Linked DNA regions of Mus musculus: region 1 is linked to region 2. A link is a contact called in public Micro-C data. All regions are on one chromosome and are shown on one strand. Each heading gives the region's core, a stretch centred on a gene start, on an enhancer-like site or on the middle of the called end of the contact. The rest is flanking DNA. Distances are from core to core; before and after follow the strand shown.

Region 1 (7,393 bases), core at 2,253-4,752, 450 kb before region 2:
AAAAGCAATCCTGGAACACTAGTGCCTGGGAGGTGAGACGGAAAGATGAGTAGAGTCTAGCCTGGTCTCCAGAGTGAGTCCCAAGACAGCCAGGGCCTCAAGGAGAAACCCTGTCTGGAAAAACAAACAAACAAACAAACAAACAAACAAACAAACAGAATCTGCTGGGGGAAGAGCACACCCTCTTTTGCCTTCTGGAGACTGACAGAATGCTCAGCAGACTGGGCCAGGTCTCCTTTGTCCCAGGGCCCCAAAGGATGGCTCCCAGCCTCCAGTCCAGGGCTGCGATCTGAGTGAAGGACACCACCCAGGGAGGCTGCTGGCTCCCTGTGTGCTCTGCGGGGACAAAGCAAATAAGCCTGATAAACTGGTATTTATGCCACAGCCTGGGGTGGCCACATGTCACTGGACAAATATGGTCAAAACTCAAGTCCACAGACAGCCAGGCCCAGGGGGCCCACTCCACCTCCCAGGGGTCACCTCTGACCTCTCTCAGGACACTCCCGGGAGCAGAGGCACTTTGCACTCTGGTTCTATGGGCCACAGCTGAGCTGCATCGCCCTTGCCTAGGCTTGTGAAGTATCAGTCTTCATGCAGGAGTTCTGGAGCAGATGTTCCTGCTTCGGGGGGCTTCTATGGCTGGAGAATTGTTTAAGTTAAATTTTGTTTGTTTGTGACGGGTTCTTACTTAGCCCAGGCTAGCCCTGAACTCAAACTGTAGCCAAGAATAATCTTGAACTTCTTAAGCTCCTGCCTCCTGGGTGCTAGGATTACAGAAGTGTACCACCACGCCCAGTTTATACAGGGCTGGGGATTGAACCTGGTTGTACAGGCTCTTCCTTATGCCACGGCCCCAGCCTATAAAGTTCTTCAGGACTCATTCATAGAGGAAGTGAAGCTGGCACTGTCATGGTGGGCCAGAAACAGAAACACTCTACCTCCTCTGAGCTCAATGTTCAGGATGGGGAGAGAGAGCAACTAATGGGTCTCATGACCTAAACCAGGGGTCAAACCCAGAGGCTTGCTGAGCAGTGAGAAGGCGGCAAGGGAGTGCCTGGTGGGGTGGCAGGGATTGTCAGGGAAGGGCACTGAGGGCAGAGGAAAGTGCATGTGCAAAGGTCCTGTGGTTGAGAGGTGCTCTGGCCAGGAGCACATCCCTCCTGACTGCTCTCTCCACAGACATTATTAAGCACCAAGTGTGTTCTAGACATGGTATTTGGGTTCTGGAATGACAAAACCCTGTTCTGCATTGGGATCACAGGGTCCAGCTGAGTCACACTCCTGGCCCTCCAAGGCCAGTAAGGCCCTCCAAGACTCAGTAAAGAAGTGCTGGCTGAGGCCTTCCTCAGCCCCTCCTTAAGCCTGACACTTTCTACAAAGCTCCGTCCACCCACCCTGAGCCAGGATCTCTCTGCAGGTACTCTGCATGGCCCCAGATAGTGGCACTTATGTATGGGAGATTCTGAGGTGCTCCCCCCGCCACAGTGCTCCCAGACACACAGTAGGCTGTGCCTGCTTCCCAGACAAAGGTGAGTGTGGGTGTGACATGTCACCTGTCTGCCATGCCCAGGCCCCACGCCCCCACCCTAGCTAGATTCCTGCGACTCAGGGCTAGATGGTGCCACCCCATCACTTTTTGTTGTTCCTGGACCCCAAGTGACCCATCAGCCTAGCCCCTCAGTTCCTCCTTCATGAATGTCTATTTTTGTTTCACGTGTATTGGTGTTCAGCCTGCATGTGTATCTGAGGGTGCCAGATCTTCTGGAACTGGAGTTATAGTTACAGTTGTGAGATACCATGCAGGTGCTGGGAATTGAACCTGGGGCCTCTGGAAGAGCAGCTAGTGCTCTTAAATACTAAGTCATCTCCCCAGCCCCCAAATGACCTCTTCACTTCCAGTTGGCCTCCCCTCCAGCCACTGTGGACACATCCCTCCAATACATCAAACCCCATCCCACCAGGACCTGTGTGTGTGGTGTGTGCTTCCTTCTGCCCCATGCATGCTCTTAGCATGCACTTCTCCGTGGCTCTTCACAGAGGCCTGCCTGATAAGACCCAGAGGCGAGTTCACCATCGCATCGCTCCCTCTTCCATCCTTCCTGCCACTCTTGACAAGGGTCCAAGTCATGTGCTCAGGAAAGTGCAGTTCATGTCCAGGTAGAAATGATGCATTTGTTGGGGACCTGGGACACACTGGCGCACTGTTTGCTCAGAGGTGGCATCCGCTGCCCTCTGCTCCTGATGGCGAGTGTGAAGTCCTCTCTGCAGAACCTGGGGTGTTCTGGGGCTCATCATCTGCAGTCAGTGGTAAGGGGGTCCACCTTTGCACTGAGCCAGCCCTCAGCCTCACAGGGGGTCAGTGTGGCTGTAAAAGACAGGGTATGACCCACCTTCCTTGAACAGTTATGTAAACCTGGCTGCAGGAGATGTGTGTGTGTGTGTGTGTGTGTGTGTGTGTGTGTGTGTGTGTGTATGTGTGTGTTGCTGGGGATGGACTCCTGGGCTTTGTCCACCCCAACTCTAACACTGAGGTGCATTCCCAGCCCTCCAAGGAGGGGTTCTAAAATACTTTTGTGTACAGTTTCCTCAATTCTGAAAGGTGCTTTTCTGCCCCTCGGCTTCAGTTGTTATATAAGGAACTCCCCCAAACTTTGTGGCTTCCTGTTATACGCTCCTTTGTCTCTGCACAGGGCCTGGCCCCAAGTGCCAATCCTGCATCCTGTGTGGTTGGAAGCTGAGGCAGGAGGATCTCAAGTTCCAGGCTATAACCTGGGATATAGAGTGAAGCCCTGTCTCAAAAACTTAACTAAGAAAACAGCCAATATCTTCTGTGCGCACACAAATCATTCCAGCGCTTCTCTCTCTACTCTCTCTCTCTCGTTTAAAGATTTATTTATTATATATAAGTACACTGTAGCTGTCGTCAGAAGAGGGCATCAGATCCTATTACGTGTGGTTGTGAGCCACCATGTGGTTGCTGGGATTTGAACTCAAGACCTCTGGAAGAACAGTCAGTGCTCTTAACCGCTGAGCCATCTCTCCAGCCCCCATCACTTCTCTCTGTGCGCACACAGACACGCATGCACAAAACCACCCCACTGATTCTCTATCAGAGTATGTTTATCTGTATTGCAAGTGACAAGTATTTGTTGATTTACTTACATTCCCTTTGAGACAGGGTCTCACTGTGAAACAGAGGCTGGCTCCAAACTCAAGGTAATCCTCCTGCCTCAGTCTCCTGAGTACTGAGATTATTTATAGGCTTAAATTGCAAAACCCAATCTCTATTCTTAAAATTCCTCTAAGAATGCCCCCATCACCAGGCAGGGGCCAGCAGGTGGCACCCAGGGCTTTCTGAGCCGTGGGTCATGCAGGAGCTGGGGGTGGGGTGGTATAAGCTCCCCATCTCTGTTCTCAACCCCTGTGAGCAGCCAGAGGTAGAATACCAGGCTGATAGGCAAAGCCCGACTCTTTATCAGCAGCCCCAGGAGGTACTGGGAGGGCAGGTGCCAGCCCCTCCCCCAGCCCGAGGAGACACCCAGAACACAGAGCTCTCCGAAGCTGTATCTAGACACACCAACCTGTTTCCTGGGGTCCTGGCTCAGTGTTTACATGTCTGAGGAAAAACACCAGTGTGACTCAGCAGGCAGGGAGGCCTGTGAGTGGGGGCAACACCCAGCTGGCTGTGGGTGAGGTGGAAGACACAGGGTGGTGGCCTGAACCAGGACCTAAGGTCTCACATGGCTAGATTCAAGGTGCTTGGGCTACAACGGGCCCAGCCACTCTCCAGCACTCTGGCAGCATCTGGGCACTGCTGGATCTTCTGTGCCTTGGATGCCTATCTGGCACAGGAATGGCCAACCTCCCGTGGGATGCCAGGGTCTCAGGGACATGCCAGATGAGCTCACCAGTCCTCAGACTCCAAGGACAGCCTGAGTTCTGGAGACAGGAGGTTGGAACTGGTGGTGTTGCTGTGGATATCTGGAACTATGGCTACTCTCTCAGGGGAGCAGAGGCCTTAAGCTCAAATGGTTTCATGGGAATCGGGTGTAAATCTCACTTCTGCTGACTGCCCAGTCTTTCTCGGGGCTCTGTGAGATGAGTACCGACCTCACCTCAGATTCTACTGGGCAGCTTACCTAAGCCATCTCCTTTCATTTCTGTGATGATCCAGGGAGGTGGGACGTGGTAACTAGTCAGTTTACAGGAGATAGAACTATGGCTGGGTCAATCACCAAGCATCAGGACAGCTGCTGGGGCTCCAGCCCTCATGTCCAAGCTCTAGAGTGGTAGAGCCAGAGACGGCCTGCACATTGGCCCCTCCCACTGTAGCCTGACTGCAGTAGGTCTGTATACTTGATAGAGAAATGGAGACATGAGGAAGGATGGTCACCATGTCCCACCGGGCACTCTTGGGTGCCAGCTGGCCAGTGGACCACAACATAGATGTATAGGCAGGTCAACTCTGCCCCAACCCAGCTCCCTTCAACAGAGAGCTGTCCATCACACTCCCTGGGCGGGAGCTCAGTGAGGAGCCGAGGCAGTGGGAGCAGAAGCATGGGCAGCTACAGCCCCAACCCTGCCCAGGATCACAAATGCCTACACTGGGACTCTGCCCTCTGAGACAAGGGAGATTTATATCTGAGGACCAACCTCTAGTGCAAGGGGAAGCAATTGGCTCTTGTTTAAAACAGACAGACAAGGGCGGTGGTGGCACACACCTTTAATCCCAGCACTTGGGAGGCAGAGGCAGGCGGATTTCTGAGTTCGAGGCTAGCCTGGTCTACAGAGTGAGTTCCAGAACGGCCAGGGCTATACAGAGAAACCCTGTCTCGGAAAAACAAAACAAAACCAAAAAAACCAAAAAAAAAAGCCACAAAAGACAGACAGACACGACAGACAGACACACACACACACTTGAGGACCAGCTTACAACTGATCCTAAGAGCCTCACAGATGTTACCAAGACCCCGTTTGGCTCCCAGCTCACCCTCATCAGCCTGTCCATCAATCAACAAGCCCTGCCCCGCCTCCCTGACAAAACTCAGGGTTATCTGTTCCTAGCCTGCTTCCTCCAGAAAAGCCCCCCTTCCTCCAGAAAGCTCCTGTGGCTCCTGTGACCCAGACAGGGCCCACATCCATTCCTGACCCAATTGCTGGGGTATGGAGCGTGAATGACTGCTCAGCTGGGGACACTAGGTGGCAGGAGGGGGCCCCTTGACCCCACCCAACCACTGGGCCCAGGAAGACTGAAGCTACTGCTAGGCAGAGTGGAGTCAGCCTAGCTTGTGCAGAGGAAACTGAGCCCAGGAAGGACCTGGGAACACACACATGCAAGAGCCCAGGGGACAGAGTGAGCCCGGTGAGGCCTCTGGAGGTGATTTTACAACCACTGTATGGCTCCCCTCCTTAGGGGCCATGACTGCATTGGAGTGCAGGACACTAATGAGTTGGGGCTAAGGAAAGTACCTAGGGCCACAGGCTCCAAATTCAGGTCTCAGGACTCTCTGGGCCTGCATGTTCCCACCCCTGCCAGTCTTCAGGCTGCAGAAGGCCACTCCTGAGAGTCCTCAGCTTGAGACACTGGCTAGAGGCAGTCTTCATGCTTGAACAACAAATAGGATCTGACAGTGACTCGCACATCTTGAGCCCTGAGAGATTCACAGGGGTGGGTGCCCAGGGATGGAGATCCGGGTGAACAGAGGTAGGTCCCCAGAGAAAGGTGGAGACTGCGTGGCCGACCAATGTGGCAACTGGACCTTAGTTAAGCTCTGGGCTCTGGACAAACACTGCGAATGACACCCAACTGAACTTTCCATATAGGATAGCAGTAGGGCTCAGCTCACCTCTCTTGCCTGCTGCCCACCTGCACTTAGCTAGAAGAAAAAGCTCCAGCAGGGAGTAGCAAGTACTGTCCCTGCAGAGAGAAGTCCAGCCCAGGGCCCTGGGTCCTCCCTTCCTGTTCCTCCCAACCAGATCTGGCCCCTCCCCAAGTGACTCCAACTCAAACTGCAGCTGCCAGAGTCCTTACCTACCACACAACACAGATGGCACGCATGGGTCCTGTTCATATTATCCGGGATACCTGGCCATGGGGTATGCGTGCGCATATGTTGCTTTGCAGATAACTGCAAGTGTATACCTGAGCCGAGCCAGATATCTGTATCCACACAGTTGTGTGTGGAGTTTTTGTGTGTATCCTGTGTGTCCCCAGGCCATGTACAAATGCACATGTCCATGGTGGAGCATCAGTCTGTAAGCATGCACATGCATGGGCGTGTGTGTCCCCTGGGTTACACTGTGCACCAGGTCTGTGCTGGCACCTGGAGACACGAATGAGAGAAGTCCTGTCCTTGGGAAAAATCCCTGTTCTGGGACGTGGCCTCTCCTACACCAGATCTTTCACCAAGCTATACCAGGGCCAATGGTGACTCTGCTGGGAAACTGTCCTGTAGCAAGAACAGCAGGTGTCATCACCCTCACTGATGGTAATGTGGTGTGCCCCTGGCTCAAAAAGGCACCTCCAACTTTAAAGTCTCTTAGGCTTGCTCTGTCAAGACCCAGGAGGGCACTGTCCAGACCAGGGGGCTTCCTGCGGGCCTGTTCTTGTGCTGCCACCAGCTGATAAGAGACAGGAAGTATACTGGCTTCGAATGGCCTTCCTGATAACCCTGGCAGTGCCCGCCACCCCTCCCTGGCCCCACACTCTTATCTTCAGCAGCAAATGTCAGCTGTGGGCTGAGAGCCCCACAGTGACCTCCTGACCCTTCAGTGTTTGCAAACTGACACTTAAGAGGTAGAGGCCTGGGATGAAACCAAACCCAGGCCTGTCAGCCCAAACGGGCATGGGCCACAGGAGCAGGGAGAAGGCACATCTCTAAGTCAAATCAGAGGGAAACCAGGGACAGTGCAAGAGAGCAGACCCAGGCCCCCGTCTAAAGACGAGCATCAGGTCAACAGTGACCGTCCCCAGTCTGCTGCTGCAGATACCTACCTTATGGGGCTGGAGCCCTTCCGTTCAGAAGGGGCACACTGGAGCAAGCCCTGCTGGTCACTGAAGCTAGTGATCAGCAGAGGCTGAAGCAGGGTAAGGGTTCCATGGACAGCTGCCAAAAACCCTGGACACAGGACCACCTTGCCATTGAGAAAAACCTCAAACCACCTTTTTCTTTAAAGAAAACAAGTTTTATTTTTTATAATCAGAACATTCTAATAAAAATATTATTATAACATTACTCCCTCTGTCCTCCAGGCCTTGACTAACAGGCATGCTGTGGAGTTCCCGCCCGCACACTGGCTCCCTGAGGTAGGTGTGGAGGGACCCACTGCCCAGCCTGCGGGCAGCCCATGCTGCCAGAGATACCCACTCCTCCCCTCCTAGACGTGGGCTGGA
Region 2 (6,958 bases), core at 4,110-6,609:
CCTGCTCCTCTAGAAGGTTCCAGACTGTGCCACACCCAGGCCACTCGCCATTTCAATTATGCAGATGGTTGGAGAGTTATCTACAAGTCTTTGCTGCCATCTTCCTTGGTTAAGGAGGCCACAGCAGGTGACCAGTTGACTCTGATGTCAAATAGAGGTGGATTCTGCCAAGGAAGTTTTGTGTCACTACTGTGTATGGAGAGTGCCCGGGTCCGGTGACCCCAGCTGCTAACAGCTGGATGACCCTAAGCCTCACTATTCTTTTAGGTTTTTCTTCTTCTCCTCTTCATTCACTGGCATGTTTAAAGCTCAGCTTAGTCAGTTCTTTCCCTCTGCACGAGGGGCAGATAGGAGGGCAGACAGGCAAGGACTGCGTACATTCACACGTAATAAACTCCAGCAAGGCAGGCATGCTGGTGAGGAAGATCTCAGAGAGGTTTTAGGGGAGGCCCAAAGGAGCTCAGGGTTAGCTGCGGGCTTGGGAGAGGGGGCAGAGCAGGCTATGATCCTGTAGTCTGAAGGATACCCAGCTAGGATACCATTTCCTCCTGGTCATCAAGACAACAAAGTGTGTGTGTGTGTCTGTGTCTGTGTGTGTGCCTGTGTGTGTGTGTGTCTGTGTGTGTGTGTCTTTGTGTGTGTGTGCCTGTGTGTGTGTCTGTCTGACTGTGTATGTATGTCTGTGTGTCTGTGTGTGTGTGTCTGTGTCTGTGTGTGTGTCTGTGTATGTGTGTGTGTGTGTGTGTGCCTGTGTGCCTGTGTCTCTGTGTGTGTCTGTGTATGTGTGTCTGTGTGTGTGTGCCTGTGTGTGTGTGTGTGCCTGTGTGTGTCTGTGTCTGTGTGTGTGTGTCTGTGTCTGTGTGTCTGTGTGTGTGTCTGTGTGTGTGTGTCTGTGTCTGTGTGTGTGTCTGTCTGTGTATGTACGTCTGTGTGTCTGTGTGTGTGTCTGTGTGTGTGTCTGTGTGTGTGTCTGTGTGTGTGTCTGTGTGTGTGTGTGCCTGTGTATGTGTGTGTCTGTGTCTGTGTGTGTGTCTGTGTATGTGTGTCTGTGTGTGTGTGTCTGTGTGTGTGTGCCTGTGTGTGTGTCTGTGTATGTGTGTCTTTGTGTGTGTATGTCTGTGTCTGTGTGTGTGTGTCTGTCTGTGTATGTACGTCTGTGTGTCTGTGTGTGTGTGTGTGTGTCTGTGTATGTGTGTCTTTGTGTGTATGTGTGTCTGTGGCTATGCGTGAGCGTGCATGTGAGTGTGTGCACGGTGGGGGTGGGGTGTGTGTGTGTCACAAGAACACAGGCAAGTGAGTCAGGAACAAAGAGAGACTGTGTTCCTCCTTCTGTGTGTCGCCGTGTCTGTGACCTATCTGGCCACCCAGGTTCCTGTTGATGTAACTCCCTGTATCATGTTGACCTCTTTAAAGGTGGAAAAGTGGCCCAAAGGCTGCAGGGAGAACAGGGAGAGCAGAGAATGTTCCTTCTCCAGGTCCTCACTGTAGGACGGTCACATGATCCCTCATCCAGCCCAGGATGCCTGGTTCTCCAGGACCACTTCTGTGTCCCACCCCCAGCACCAGCACAGGCACCGGCCAGCACTGGCACCAGACAACCCCTGCTCTAGTTCACTCTAGTTCTCCTGGCAGCCTCCGGACCAAGGTGAGACAAAGGAGACAGGAACTAGGGACACAGAGGCTTCGTGAGTTCAAGGTCAGCCAAGGCTACAAGGTGATCTTAGAGGTGGAGAGAGGCGGGGGAGAGGAGCAGGCGAGCAAGGGTGCAGCTGGAAAGGTAGAAAGTCAGGACACTTGGTGTGATGCAGAACCAGGCACTGCGCCTTTAAGAAGCAAGATCACTGCAAGGAGTGAGCTTTAGAGAGTCAACTTTGGGTCCAGGTTATAATTTAGTGATAGAGAGATTGCCAAGGAGATAGGAAGCCCTACCGTCATCCCTAGTACAGAGGGAGAGAAATGAGTAACTTTCAGTCAGCTTCTAGGGTATTTTCACGACAAAATTCAAACAATAAAACTATTTTCTAAGCTTAATTTCGTGTGTGCGGGATACTTACTACAATAATCTAGAAATAAACTGGGCAGTAGTTGCACATGATTTTAATCCCAGCACTCTTGGTGGCAGAGGCAGGTGGATCTCTGAGTTCAAGGTCAGTCTGGTTTACAGAGTGAATTCCAGGACAGTCAGGGCTACACAGAGAAACCCTGTCTCGAAAAACCAAACCAAACCACAATCATCATCATCGTCATCCAGAAATAGCTATCTGAACCTTCAAAGTACATAGGATGCTTGTTTCTGAAATAATAAGTTTTAGCTTAAAGAAAAATGTTAATAGCACTCGAGGAAGATGAAGGCTGTATACATCTAAGTGTGCATGAGAAGGGTTTGAAGAAGAACACAGAAGTGCCAAGGTGGACAGTTGCCTCTGAGCAGCGATACTTAGCGATAACTTACCAGCCTGGATGCTGGGCAATGGGGGCACATGACACTATCACCTGAATTTATTGCTTGGGAGTTGGCTTGGTCGTGTGTGTGTGTGTGTGTGTGTGTGTGTGTGTGTGTGTGTCTGTCTGTCTGTCTTGTACTTTTCAGGGGAGGTTGTTTGTTGTATTGAGCTGGGTCTCATGTAGGCCAGGCTAGCCTCCAACTCACTAGATAGCCAAGGATGACCTTGAAGTTCGTGTCCCTCACCTCTGCAGCTAGACTACAGGAATTATGGGTGTGTACTACCACACCCGGCCTCTTTTTTTTGTTGTTGTTGTTGTTGTTGTTGTTTAATGCAGAAGAAAAACAAGGACCTAAATCTCTGACCAACCAGAGAAGCACCACTCTGCAGAGATTGAGCCTCACCTCACCTCCACACAAGCTGTCCCTTTCCATCTAACACTCCCAGCCTGGCCGCCATGTTCTGTCTCTACCCCAGCTACTCTTCCTGTCCCTGTGCAAACCTTTCCCCCACTGTGACTGGACCCGATGGCCTCACACCACATCCCTGACAGTCACTAATGAAAAGACAGACAGACCCCTGCAGCTCCTAAATGACTACAAGACAAAGTAGGCACAAACACACAAAGCTGTTGATTCCCAGCTGGCTCTGAGATAGGAACGGGTTCCACCCATGTGTGCCTGGGGCTCCTTAGCTGGACAGGAGAGTCATAGTGGTGACTCTCATGAAGCCCTCCCTGTAGGATGGTGACTTTGGTGTAATAATTGCTGTGGAGCTTGGAAACAAAGTATGTTAAGTGCCCAGCACAGCATCTTACTCAGTAATTGTCTGTTTTTATTCATAACAAAGAATCACTAAAGAAGCAAGCTGGAGGTATAGTGTGTGGGACACACCACTCAAATATCTCTGAGATGTTTGTCACAGTGCCATCCCAATAGGTCCCTTGCCAGGTCATCAAACTCCAAAAAAGAAAAAGGAAAAAGAAAAAAACCCATCATAAGGAGGAGACCGAAGGAGGAAGCCACAGCCATAAATCACACCCTCCAGACGCTGGGATCTCATTGGCTAGGAAACACACCTGTGGTCTGCAACCCCAAGGAAGCATGGAAAATACAGTCTTCAATAAAGACCCTGGATGGCTGGAGAAAGTTTGGCTCCCAGAACCCACATCAGGCAGTTCACACCCATCTGTGACTCCAGTTCCAGGAGATGCCACATACAGGAGCTCTGCCCCCACAGACACCTGCACCCATGCAGTGTGCACACAGAGACACACATAGAACATTTTAAATTAATTAAAAACACCTTTAAATTTTTTCTTTTAAAAGACCAGGGTAGCTAAGATGCCTCTGAGAGTATAGGTACTTGCTATGGTAGTTCATGCCTGTAACCCCGTATCAGAGACAGGAGGGTTACAAGTTCAAGGACACCTTGGTCTTCTGCATATTGACCCATGACCTGAGTTTGATCACCACAACTCTCATGGTAGGAGAGAACTGATTCCAGAAAGTTGTTCTCTGACCTTCACGTGCACTCACATGTGCACTCAAATGCACACACATGCGTGCACACACAAACAAATATATAAAAAAAGGTCTTTGTGCCATGCTTCATTAGAAGCAGAGATCAGAGATGGCAGTGCTCAGCTCTCATGCCAGTTCTGGGAGGTGGAGCCTGGAGGATCAGGAGTTCAAAGTCACCCTCAGCTATGCAGCAAGGACAAGAACAGCTAAAGCTACTTGAGACTCAAGACAGGTCAAAAAAAAGGTAAGGGAACCAAAACCTAGAGCCTGGGAGACGGTTCAGTTGGTAAAGGTGCTTGCTGCCAAGCCTAAAGGCCTGAATTTAATCCCCGAGATCCACGGGGGGAAAGAAAAGAACTGCCCAGGTTCTATACACACATACACATACACACATACACACACATATACACACACAGACACACAGACACATTTACACACACATACACACAGACACATATATACACACAGACACACAGACACATATATACACAGAGGACACACAGACACAGACATACACAGACATACATACACAGATACAGACACACAGACAGATATATACACATATACACACAGAGATACATACACACACATACATATACACACACATACACACAATTTTAAAAGACACTCTGGTGTTCACTTGTGAAGAACCTGAGTGGCAGTGTTGGTTACACCTCCTGTATACAGCCTCTGAGGGTTTTGCTTGGGCAGAATACAGGCCCCATAGACAAACCCGGTCCTACTCCCAAGAACCCAACATCATACTGAAAGGAAGTCAGTCTTCGTCACAGAGTATAAACCAAGAGGTGCAGGCTGCCTTGCACAGATGGGGCCTGCTCTCGAGTTCCCACACTACAATCAGCAACAGGGGCATCCTTAGTAAGACGGAGCTGGTCCTGATAGCACATGTCTGTCACTCCACCTAAGGAAGAATTGCTGCAAGTTCAAGGACAGCCTTGCCTACATCATGAGCTCCATGCTAACCAGTACAACACAGAAAACAAAAAAGATAACACAGACATGAAGGCAGGTATGGTGGTGCCTCCTGCCAACCCCCTGCTCCAGATGATCATGAGTCTGGGACCGGCTTGAGTTATTACGGAAGACTCTGTGCCCAACAGAAAGGAGGGGCGGGAAATGGGAAACTCCTGATTTTATCTGTGTGCCCTCAGTCACAGGTCTGAGCATGTATGATAAGGGGATGACTAAGCATTTTCTATGGTGGGAGTGAAGATGCTGCCTTTGAAGAAGTGGGAAGGGTCATGGAGAGAGATCTCCTAGGGAGAGTGGGGCCCTGTCGACACCCCATTTCAGCGCAGCCACACTGACTTCACATGCCTGGCTTCTGGAACCTTCAATGACTAAAGCTTCTGTTTAATCTCCCAAGGGCGCGTGGGAGTTTTTGGAAGCATGCAGCCCCAGGTTCCTGCTCCTCGTCTGGACAGCACAGGCAATCCAAAGGGCACCACCTCTGAGAGAAGCCGAGGTTCCCCTCCCCCTTAGCATTTCGGGATAGAGACCCCTGTCCTGGGCATCAACAGACCACTGGTGCCTACTAGGCAGCGCCCCAGACAGCAGCAGAGAGTAAGGGACCAGACTGGAGGGAGCAGAGGCCTAATTGAAGTGTGAGCTCACAGGGAGGGGTATTTACTCTAGGTCAGCCATCAGCAATTCTGAGGGGTGCCCACGCGCTGAGCCAGGAGGTTTGGAGTGTCCCTGGTGAGCTCCTGCTGCTGGGGCAAGGTCCTGGCTTGTGTGTACGTTTCAGCCTTCTGCTTTCTTCCCAGAGCCTCCACCTCCCCCACTTGTGTGCGTTCTTTCCATCACATCCTGAGCCTTACAGAACTGTGTCACTGAAGGCTGGGCTCAGAAGCCACCAGCCCCCTAGGGAAGGTTCTAGAATGCACCCCTTACTTAGCTGGAATCCTATTCATCTCCGCGTCCTTTTTGTTTCCCCACATGAACATCTTCAGCCTCCATCCCTGACCTCCCTGCCCCCACATCCTCACCCTCCCTGTTCTCCAGTCTCTCGTCACTTCTGGTGCCCACGTTGGCTCCTCAGCCCTTTCCTTGTGCTGACGTAACCCCTTCCATAGGTGAACAGCATGCCGTGCATGTCTCACCGCTGTCTTGTCTTGAGTTAAAGAACATCCATCCCATCGCCAGCCAGAATCGCTGTCCAGCTAGAGGGTGACCTTGTTTGGAAAGAGCCTTTCTGGATGAAACTAAAGTGAGGTCAGGCGGAACCAGAGCAAAGACCATATGAAATAACCGTTGTCCTTATAGGACAAGACTTCACATGCTGACAGGAGGGGGACAGAGACAGAGGGAGGGCTAAGGTGAGCCAAGGCACACTGAGGATCTCCCAAACCATCAAGAGTTGGAGGAAGCACTAAAGGACCTTCCCCTAGAACCATTAGGGGGTGTGGCTGAACACCCATCTTGGGATATTGTAAGAATGAGCACCTGTTGTTTTAGCGCTGTTTTGGTCAGACCAGCTCCTACCCTGCCAGTAGGGCCCTGGGACACCAGGGATTCAGGGTAAAATAGAGCCAGTCTCCTAGACTGCCACACTCTCTCAAGCTTGGTCACAGCTCCAACTCTAGCTTCATCTCCTGCCTCCTGCCCCCTGTTCAGCTCCATCTCATTGCTGGTCTCTAGTTCTAGCATGTTCGCTGCCTCCACAGACTGATCATTCGCCTCCTCTGTCTGGAACTCTCTGTTGAGAGGCATCTCGGTAGCAGTTAATATAGAGACCCAGTTATAAGTCTCTACATCTCTGTTTCCCTTAGCTCAAAACTAAATGGACCTAGCAGAAAAGAGGTGTGACCCAGCAGGGAATGGGCTCCCATGTTCACTGATCCTTCCAGAACCTTCCATGTGCGTTGTTTCCAAGTATCTAGTCAATGTTATATACTTGAGCACAGTATACCCAAAAGACTGGCCATATATGGGCTTTCTGCACAGCCTACCTGTTTTGGCTCCAACTCT

What was found. A called contact is a pair of places that touch in the nucleus more often than the background predicts.
Region 1: a contact with region 2 is called in a Micro-C map of the G1E-ER4 cell line, with 3 times the contacts expected there. The contact joins two enhancer-like sites. A contact is called at or near these places in 1 of 15 datasets of contacts at CTCF or cohesin (the G1E-ER4 cell line) and 3 of 484 Hi-C or Micro-C datasets (all in the G1E-ER4 cell line).

The regions. Positions count from the first base shown.
Region 1 is chr2:173,034,505-173,041,897 of GRCm38.p6, reverse strand. It overlaps Rbm38 (RNA binding motif protein 38), which reads right to left. Exons shown (of 4, transcript NM_019547.2): 4 at 7,164-7,393. Among named protein-coding and RNA genes, the nearest start is that of Gm36337, 13 kb to the left of the region's middle. RefSeq lists an enhancer at 5,058-7,100. Within about 2 kb of position 3,502, at least 47 of the 459 cell types and tissues checked have an H3K27ac peak or open chromatin away from gene starts, as enhancers often do. A contact at or near this core is called in the G1E-ER4 cell line, where this site is marked.
Region 2 is chr2:172,589,237-172,596,194 of GRCm38.p6, reverse strand. It overlaps Gm36038 (a long non-coding RNA gene), which reads right to left. Exons shown (of 3, transcript XR_867065.1): 2 at 6,940-6,958. Among named protein-coding and RNA genes, the nearest start is that of Gm36038, 16 kb to the right of the region's middle. Within about 2 kb of position 5,359, at least 14 of the 459 cell types and tissues checked have an H3K27ac peak or open chromatin away from gene starts, as enhancers often do. A contact at or near this core is called in the G1E-ER4 cell line, where this site is marked.